2 separate regions of the Mus musculus genome follow, and region 1 is linked to region 2. A link is a contact called in public promoter capture Hi-C data. All regions are on one chromosome and are shown on one strand. Each heading gives the region's core, a stretch centred on a gene start, on an enhancer-like site or on the middle of the called end of the contact. The rest is flanking DNA. Distances are from core to core; before and after follow the strand shown. Region 1 holds the start of Fam133b (family with sequence similarity 133, member B). Region 2 holds the start of Akap9 (A kinase (PRKA) anchor protein (yotiao) 9).

The links. Promoter capture Hi-C pulls out the DNA fragments that hold promoters and counts their contacts.
Region 1: a contact with region 2 is called in a promoter capture Hi-C map of pre-B cells, with 2.4 times the contacts expected there. The contact joins the promoter of Fam133b here to the promoter of Akap9 in region 2. A contact is called at or near these places in 2 of 39 promoter capture datasets (liver and pre-B cells), 2 of 484 Hi-C or Micro-C datasets (embryonic stem cells and pre-B cells), 1 of 115 datasets of contacts at active chromatin or transcription factors (memory CD8 T cells) and 1 of 9 other capture datasets (liver).

The regions. Positions count from the first base shown.
Region 1 is chr5:3,542,328-3,546,029 of GRCm38.p6, forward strand. Fam133b (family with sequence similarity 133, member B) reads left to right here and starts at 1,506. Exons shown (of 11, transcript NM_001042501.1): 1 at 1,506-1,620. The coding sequence starts at 1,597.
Region 2 is chr5:3,926,389-3,930,361 of GRCm38.p6, forward strand. Akap9 (A kinase (PRKA) anchor protein (yotiao) 9) reads left to right here and starts at 1,798. Exons shown (of 48, transcript NM_194462.2): 1 at 1,798-2,102. The coding sequence starts at 2,055. Gm51438 (a long non-coding RNA gene) reads left to right here and starts at 2,201. Exons shown (of 2, transcript XR_003955841.1): 1 at 2,201-3,973.

The DNA of each region.
Region 1 (3,702 bases), core at 256-2,755, 380 kb before region 2:
ACTGTCACTGGTGTTACTCGTAAACTTTTATTTCCCTAAATTAAATGTCATCTCTGAGGCTTACTGCCTCAGTCTGCTAACCTAGGCCTGGTCCTGGAAGCCTCTGTGCAATCTAATATAGGCCTAGAATGTTTTACAGGCTCTGATAAGTTACTGCTGAAAATATTCACCCTCTCTTGTTCTTTCTGAACTCTGACTGGCTGGTTCAATTCAGCTGTTCTGGCTCAAATTCCTCTCCAAGCTGACTGGTTCTAACTGGCTTCTCTCACTTTCTGACTGAATTGCTCTGATTGGCCCCGAGTTAACTCTGGCAACCTGTTCTAATCTTCTGGCTCCTTCTCACTCTCTGACTCATTCTGTCTTCACCCGTGTCTAGCTTGTTCTCTTTTCAACCCATCTCAGTAAAACTGCCTCTCTCCTCGCTTTCTCTCTGCACTGCTCTCCTAAGTGGCTTCACTGCCTCTCTCCTGACAGTTGGGCATATTCTATATAGTCTATTTTGTCAGGTTGTTCTCTGATTCATCACTTTGTCTGCCACTCAATTACACATAACTTTCAAATATGGGTGCTTCCTTCTACAAACTAACTTTACCTTCACTGTTTGGGATTAAAACTGTGTTCTAAGTGCTGAGTCATACCACAACTAGAAACAACTGTTTTTTAGTAAATAATACAATCTCAGGTTTCACAGTGTGATCACATATCCTGCAGCATATACCAGCCTTTTTCCCTTTGAATTTTACTTTACACAATGTCTAAGTTACCCAGATCAGACTTGGACTTACTTTGTTGCTCAAAATAGCCTCAAACTCATGATGTCTACCCACCCACCCCTCACCTCATATCCATGAGGTCTGGGGAAAGGCTAAAGGATTTTCTTCAGTATAATGAAAGTCCCATATTTCCATTTTCTAAAATTTCAGAAAGGATTCTGATCGATTTTATTCCTGATGCATTCATGTTGACATGAATCCATAAGTCACTTTTTCTAAGCCTGTGAATAGTCAGAGAATATGGTGTATTAATTAGTCTCTAGAGTCTAGACCACTTCTGAAGTTTAAGTCCAATCCAGATAATCCCATAGCACCAAAGCAGTAAAGTCTAACCTGTGTGTGTTTATCTCCCCCTATGAGTTAATAAACACACCCCTTAAAGATAAGGATTATGTCTTAACTATATTTGACTGGTCCCAGACTCATTTTTTTAAGTTTTATGACAATTTTTTCCATTAGACTTACTTTATGTGTTTGCCTACAGGTGTGCAGTGCGTGTGCCTGGTACCCACAAAGGTCAGAAGAGGGCATTGGATACCCAGGAACTGAGTTACCGATTTGACTACAGAGTGGGTCCTGCTCAGGAATGGTTAAGTGGGTCACAGGAATCCTGCTGCAGCTCCTGGGAACCGCAGGCGGTCGCTAGCGCCGGGCTGTCCTCCGCACCACCAGGGGGCGCCGTGGCGCATACGGTCTCCCCGGATTGGCGGGGCGCCGCTCTCTGGGCGGGGCATAGAGGTGGTAAGAGGACTCGCGGCGGGCCGCTTCGGCTTCTTCTCGGGCCTGCTCCCTCGGCGGCTTCCCGCGCCTTCAGCCGGCCACCATGGGGAAACGGGATAATCGCGTGGTGAGTATTCGGCGGGGAAAACGGAGCAGTGAGGCGGGGCCGGGCGGCAGGCGAACGAGCGGAAGCCGTCGCCCGTCGCGGCGGGGCTGGCGGCCGCGTCGCACTTGGGGCCCCGAGACCCCGCGCCGTGCGATGCGCGTGCGCCTTGCCGGTCCTCAGCGTCCTGCTCGGCCGACCCTGGGGCCTGTCGCCCCGCAGCGGTAAGGGCTGTGAGCCGGAGCCGCCGGTGCCGAGAGGCCCAGACCCAGCGCAGCGGGACCACGGGGATGGGGGTGGGGGACAGGGATGAGGGCTTTGGGGTACTCTAGACTCCAGTGCCCTCGGAAGTTAGTGACTTCTGAACCCAAGTTTCTACCTGTGGGAATGGGAGTCCTCCTTAGTCACCGCTTGACCACAAAGGCAACTGCCCAAGCGAACGCGAGTGGGTACCTAAAGAGCTGCCCGGGAAATGACAGTGTTCCCCGCTCTGTCTTAAAAACAACAACAACAACAAAACAAAAAACAACAACAACAACAACAAAAAACGTCCGTTTTAGTTTCTTGTGGTTCTGTCGTGGAAGCTCGGTGGCCACTAACCTTGCTCGCACTGTGCAGGAATGTACTTTCCTCCTGGCTTCAGGACGAGACCGTAGAATGAATGGAGTTGAGATGAATAGAATAGAATAGACCAGTTGAAATGGTCTATGTGTGTGGGCATCCAGAGTTCGACATAGTGCTTGGACTATTAATGTCCTCAGACACATCTCACCTGATTCCTGGAGATTTTTCTGTTTTGTTTTGTTGTTATTAATGATGCTATCGTTGTTTTAAAGATTATAGGCTTGCTTACAGACATTATTACAGTTTCTTACTGAAATCCAGACTTTCATTTTACTGGAAATTTTTATTTACACATTCCTTAAGGCATTTTCAAAACCTATGAAATTAGTCTCGTTTACTGGAGGGTGTTGACAGCTCTGTACTGTTCTGTTCTGTTGTCATCGCACAATATGTTCTAGTAGCATTTTGTTTGCACTTAAAAGATTCTAAGACTGAAAACATTACATCAAAAGGTGGGAGGTGTTGGAGATGTAATGGAGAACTAATACTTAGGGCAGGGTAAGGATGCTTAAACTGTGACCAGAACTTGTATCATTTGCTACTTGGTTCAGTCCTCATGGATCTTGATATCTCCCCCAGCCCCCCACACCACCACCAGCCCCAAAGTCTCACTTTTTAACAGGACTTTTAAACCACAGCTATCCTATACATCCTGGTCCCACACATAGACAGCTTCTCCATCATCAACATCCCCCACCGTAGAGATACAGGTGAACGTGCAGTTATCTTTCAGGAATCACATAATCCTATGATACTGTGCATAGTGTGTCTTTAGACACGTTACTAATGACATCAGCCACTATGATGCATTGCCACCACTTTGAAAGACTTTGCTTCAGTCACACCTGCTCCTCAATCCACCACAATCACTGTTCTCTTTACTAGCTCCATAGTTTTCCAGGACTAGAGTTTGAGTGTCTGCCTCTGAAAATACTACCTGTTCTGACGTTTGTTGTTGTTCTCCAGAAATTGAGAGGCAATCCAGTTCTTTTTCTTACATTGGTGATGCCCTCATGGTTTTAAAGATTATAGGATTGGGGATTAAAAAACACAAAACAAAACAAAAGCAAAGCAACCAATCCTTTAGAGGACTGGGGTAATGCTTGGAGAGTAGGAGCACAGGCCACTGTCCATCCATCCGTCCATTCGTCCATCCTTCCGTTCTTCCTTCCTATTAATATTTGCTTGCTTGCTTGTTTTGAGATGGTCTCTGTGTTTGTCCCTGACTGACCTGACTAGGCTGGCCTGTGCCTGCTCTGCCTGTGGAATATTGGGATTAAAAGCAAGAGCCAGAGGCCTAGTCTGTGCTGCTCTTGCAGAGGGCTGAAGTTGCGTTCCCAGTACCTACATCAGCCCACTATAATGCCAGCTCCAGGAGATCCAGAGCCCTCTTGTGATATCTGTGACCGCTACACACAGGGACACAAAGATAGATGCAAATTAAAAACAAACAGAAACCCCTTTAGATCTCGTGTTGAACAG
Region 2 (3,973 bases), core at 548-3,047:
TCAAATTCACGGCTTGGCAGCACTAGCTATGACTTCCATTACCTAACCATGGGAAGTTGTCAAGTGGTTTAACCATTCAAGCTTTCTGTTTCTTATTCTATAAAAGGAGGCATATAAACCACCATTTTCCTTTTGTCTGAATTATATGAATACATGACATGGAGACACGATTGAACAGGTATCATAAGAGATGGCCATAATTCCACAGATGTGCCCTTCTAATAGATCAGCTATGTCACTGAGCAGCGTTTATGCCTGAGACAGGTACATATAATTGATATAAGTGATCTAAAGGGAAATGCAGAAATAATCTTGCAACATTTAGCAGATCACTAACATCTTTAGTTACTAAGATGGAACAGATTGCAACAAAGAGTTGACCTGCTGAGCCACTGAGAAAGGAGAGCCCATTAACAAACAGGAAGTCTGTCAGATATCCTGGGCTTGCTCCTCCTAGGCAATCAGAATCAACCGAGCATCACTTAACTCCAGGCAGTTTAGAACACTTCATTCTAGACCTGGAGCCACAAAGGGCTCCCGAGAAAAACACGCCTCTCTTAGATCAGCCTCTTTTACTTTCCTTTATTCTTATGATGAGGTGTCTGTTCTCACGTCCCCAATTCCAGCTGAGAAAATGGGGCAAATACACACTTGATTGTTTTAGGTTGGCACAATTATGTTTGAAATATAAGATTTCTAAATTACAGGTACTAGAAACATTTTTGGTGTCTGATAGAGCTAAGGTTTTTAGTCTCCCCCTTTCATATGTATATCCAGTTAACACTACTTCTATGATTAAACTAATATCTTTAGTTCTTACCTGCTAATTTTTCAGTCCAAACCTATGTTAAAACAAAGAAGAAAGGCTCAATCTGAGACACTAAAATGGTTCGTTCACTCCAGAAATGGATTTGAGGGGCAGGAGAGGGGAAAGAGGGAGTGAGGGAAGGGAAAGAAAGGATTGCCAGAGCAGGTGGGGGAGGAAAGATGTTAAGAATCGATTTATAAGCACGGCTCAATAAAATGTAACAAAGTTTATTGGGCATAATCTTTCACAGTAGCCATTTCAAGAAATAGAAAGGACAAAGGTTTGAGTGTTTTCACATTCCAGGAGCAGTCATAAATATTAGGCAGCTCGTCCAAGAACTCCAGGTAAAGTCAGAGAACCATAGCTGTTTTAAGGTCTTTAAAGTTCAAAGTTAACATAGTCCCTTTTGCTTGGAAAACCTTTTTCCAGCCCTTTACCTGAGGTAATGTCTACCTCAGAGGTGAAGGGGAGAGAGGTAAGCCAGGAGGGGTCATGGTGGGGTGGGGGGGATGGGAGGAGAGGGGGGCTGAGGTCAGGATGTAAAGTGAATAAATAACTAATGGGGGGCTGGAGGAGGGAAAGTTAGGGTAGACTGGCTTTGTTCCCAACTTAGATTCCGAATTCGAGTTCCTTAGGAACACAGTTGCCAAGGAGAAGGAAGCCCCTAGGAGTGTCTCAGCTTCACTCCAGAGAACAAAGAGTTGGGAGAAGGCTCTACCGTAGGCTGCTCTTCCAGCGCAAGGCGAAGGAGAAGACTATGGGTTGAGAGGGAACCTGTGGGGGAACTGAGGGAGGGATTTGGGGTGAAGGAAGGATCAGGCTTCCCCGGGTTGGAGGGGGGAGGTTCCGCCCTCGCCCTTTCCACTGCGGCTCCTTGTTGTGAGGCCGCGGTCGCTTTGGAATTGGAAATGCAGCGCGGCGTGTTCCGAGCACCGGGTCCCCGGAGCAGTGGGTGTCGGGCCGCCGGACCCTGACCCTCCCTCCGCCCCGGTCAAGCCGGGCGCGCACAAGCACCTGCCGGGCCACGCTCGCGGCTGCGCCGGCCGCCCGCCCGCCCGCTCCGCCCCGCCGGCCGCCGTGTGTTTACGTGGAGACGAAGATGGCGGCGGTGACCGCGGGGCCCGTGCAGGCCGGCACGAGTCGCCGGTGAGCGCCCAGCGTGTCCCGGGTGGCCACGGAGCTCTGTCCGCCTCTTTCTAAACAGATCTTTCCTCTCCACTGCGTCCCAGCCTACCCTGCAGACGCCATGGAGGACGAGGAGAGGCAAAGGAAGCTGGCAGCCGGCAAGGCGAAGGTAGGAGCGCGGCGGCCACGGGCCGCGTCGGGAGGCGGTGACCCGGGGCGGAGGCTGGGGGAGAGGCCGGGCCGCGGGGCCGGGGCCGGGGCTGGGGCTGGGGCTGGGGCCGGGGCCGGGGCTGCGGCTGGGGCTAGGGGGCTGCGGCTGGGGCTGAAGAGCCGCCCTCTCTTGCTGCTGCTGGAGACCTGATGACTGCACCGCTCGGCTTGGTTCCTTTCTCCCCGGTGCCACACAAAACCCCCTCTCACCCCGGCTGTTAACTGCTAAGGAATTGCTTCGCAGCCACCACCCTTTCACTTTCTGAAGGGAGTTCAGGGAGTCGGCCAGGCTTTGTGCTTTCCGGAGCAAGGGTTTAGGGTTTTCTTTATTCCGGGAACACCCCTGCGCTGACCATCAGCCTGCCTTCTTGAGGTGTCACGCTGGCACTCTTGGTGTGTGTGTGTGATTGGCCTGTGACAGCTGCCTCGGCAGTGTCTTGAGTGTGCCACAAGTGCCAGCTGTGAACTTGGCTGTAGGGGCGTTCTTTTTGTTTTTTGTTTTTTGTTTTTGTTTTTGCCGTTCTTTGTATATTCGTGCTTGAGGTCTTTGTCATGGCAGGCTCTTTTGTAATGTGTGGAATGGAACTTCGGGGCATCGAAAGGTTCCATAGACTAAAACACCTACAGAATTGCTGTTTTAGATAATGTATTTGTTATTATGTATTTGGTAAGTTTGATTTTGTGTGGGTATGCGGGTATGGCAAGTCATGTATAATCCAGACTTATATGTAGGCATCTTCCAGTGGGCTTACTAAATAATTTGACACTGTTATGAATGGAATAGAATGATTTCTTTGTAAAATTACCTGTTTGAGCTTACCTTTGGACCTCCTTGCTCCCAAAAATGAAGTTACCTTTAAGATATAGTGCCTTTTTTTAAGACCTTATTGTTACTGGGAATAATTAAGTTATATTTTAAGCTTATTGTACTTGTTAGTTTGGAACTGTGATATGGAAGTGTTGTAAGCTAAATAAACCCCTCTCCTCTCCAAATTGCTTTGGTCATGATGTTTCATCATAGCAATAGTAACCCTAACGAAGGCACCTACCTTTCTTTTTTCTTCTCTCACATCATTAACAAAGGAAGCAGGTCAGTAATGAGTGAAGGGCCCTACTGGAGAGAGACGTTGGTACATGCTCAGCATTAGTTTGTTAAAGGAGTGTGTGCAATAGCTAATCTTGTATTTCTAGAATATAGTTAGTTGGTTTCCCATAAGCATCCTCTGTGTAAGGTCAAGATTTGAATGTGTCTCTGTGGCATTCTATAAATGGAGGGAAAGCCCAGCTTAGCTTCCCATTGTGCACCCCAAGGGACTGACCGGGCTCAGAGCATTGAAGGAATTGGAGGTGTAGTGTGCAGTCTTCCTCTCTTGTTCTCCCACCCTTTCTTTCTTTAGCAGAATCTTAGACTATAGTCCAGGTGAGCCTAGAGATCAATGTGTAGTCCAGGCTGGCTGGCTTCAGACTCTAGGGCAATTCTGTGTTAACCTTCAGAGCGATGGAATTCTGTGTGTGAGCTACTGTGTCCAGATAAGGTAGATGTCTTATTGACTACTTCATAATTTCTACTCCCTTCCCTAAATATATTCTGTGCTAAATATGTGTGAGGGACTCCTGCTGAGCTTTGTCTGCCTTCACTAGACCTGTCTTAGGGTTAAGTTGCTGCCAATAGATACTGGATTTATCTTTAGAAGAGATTGTGAATGTGGTTTCTACACATGTCTCTTTGTCTTTCAAAATGCTGTCTTTGTGGGGTTGGGGAGATAGGTGGTCTATTCACTGTGTGAACTGCTTGCTGTACAGGCATGTACACCGGGGTTCATAGTTGTA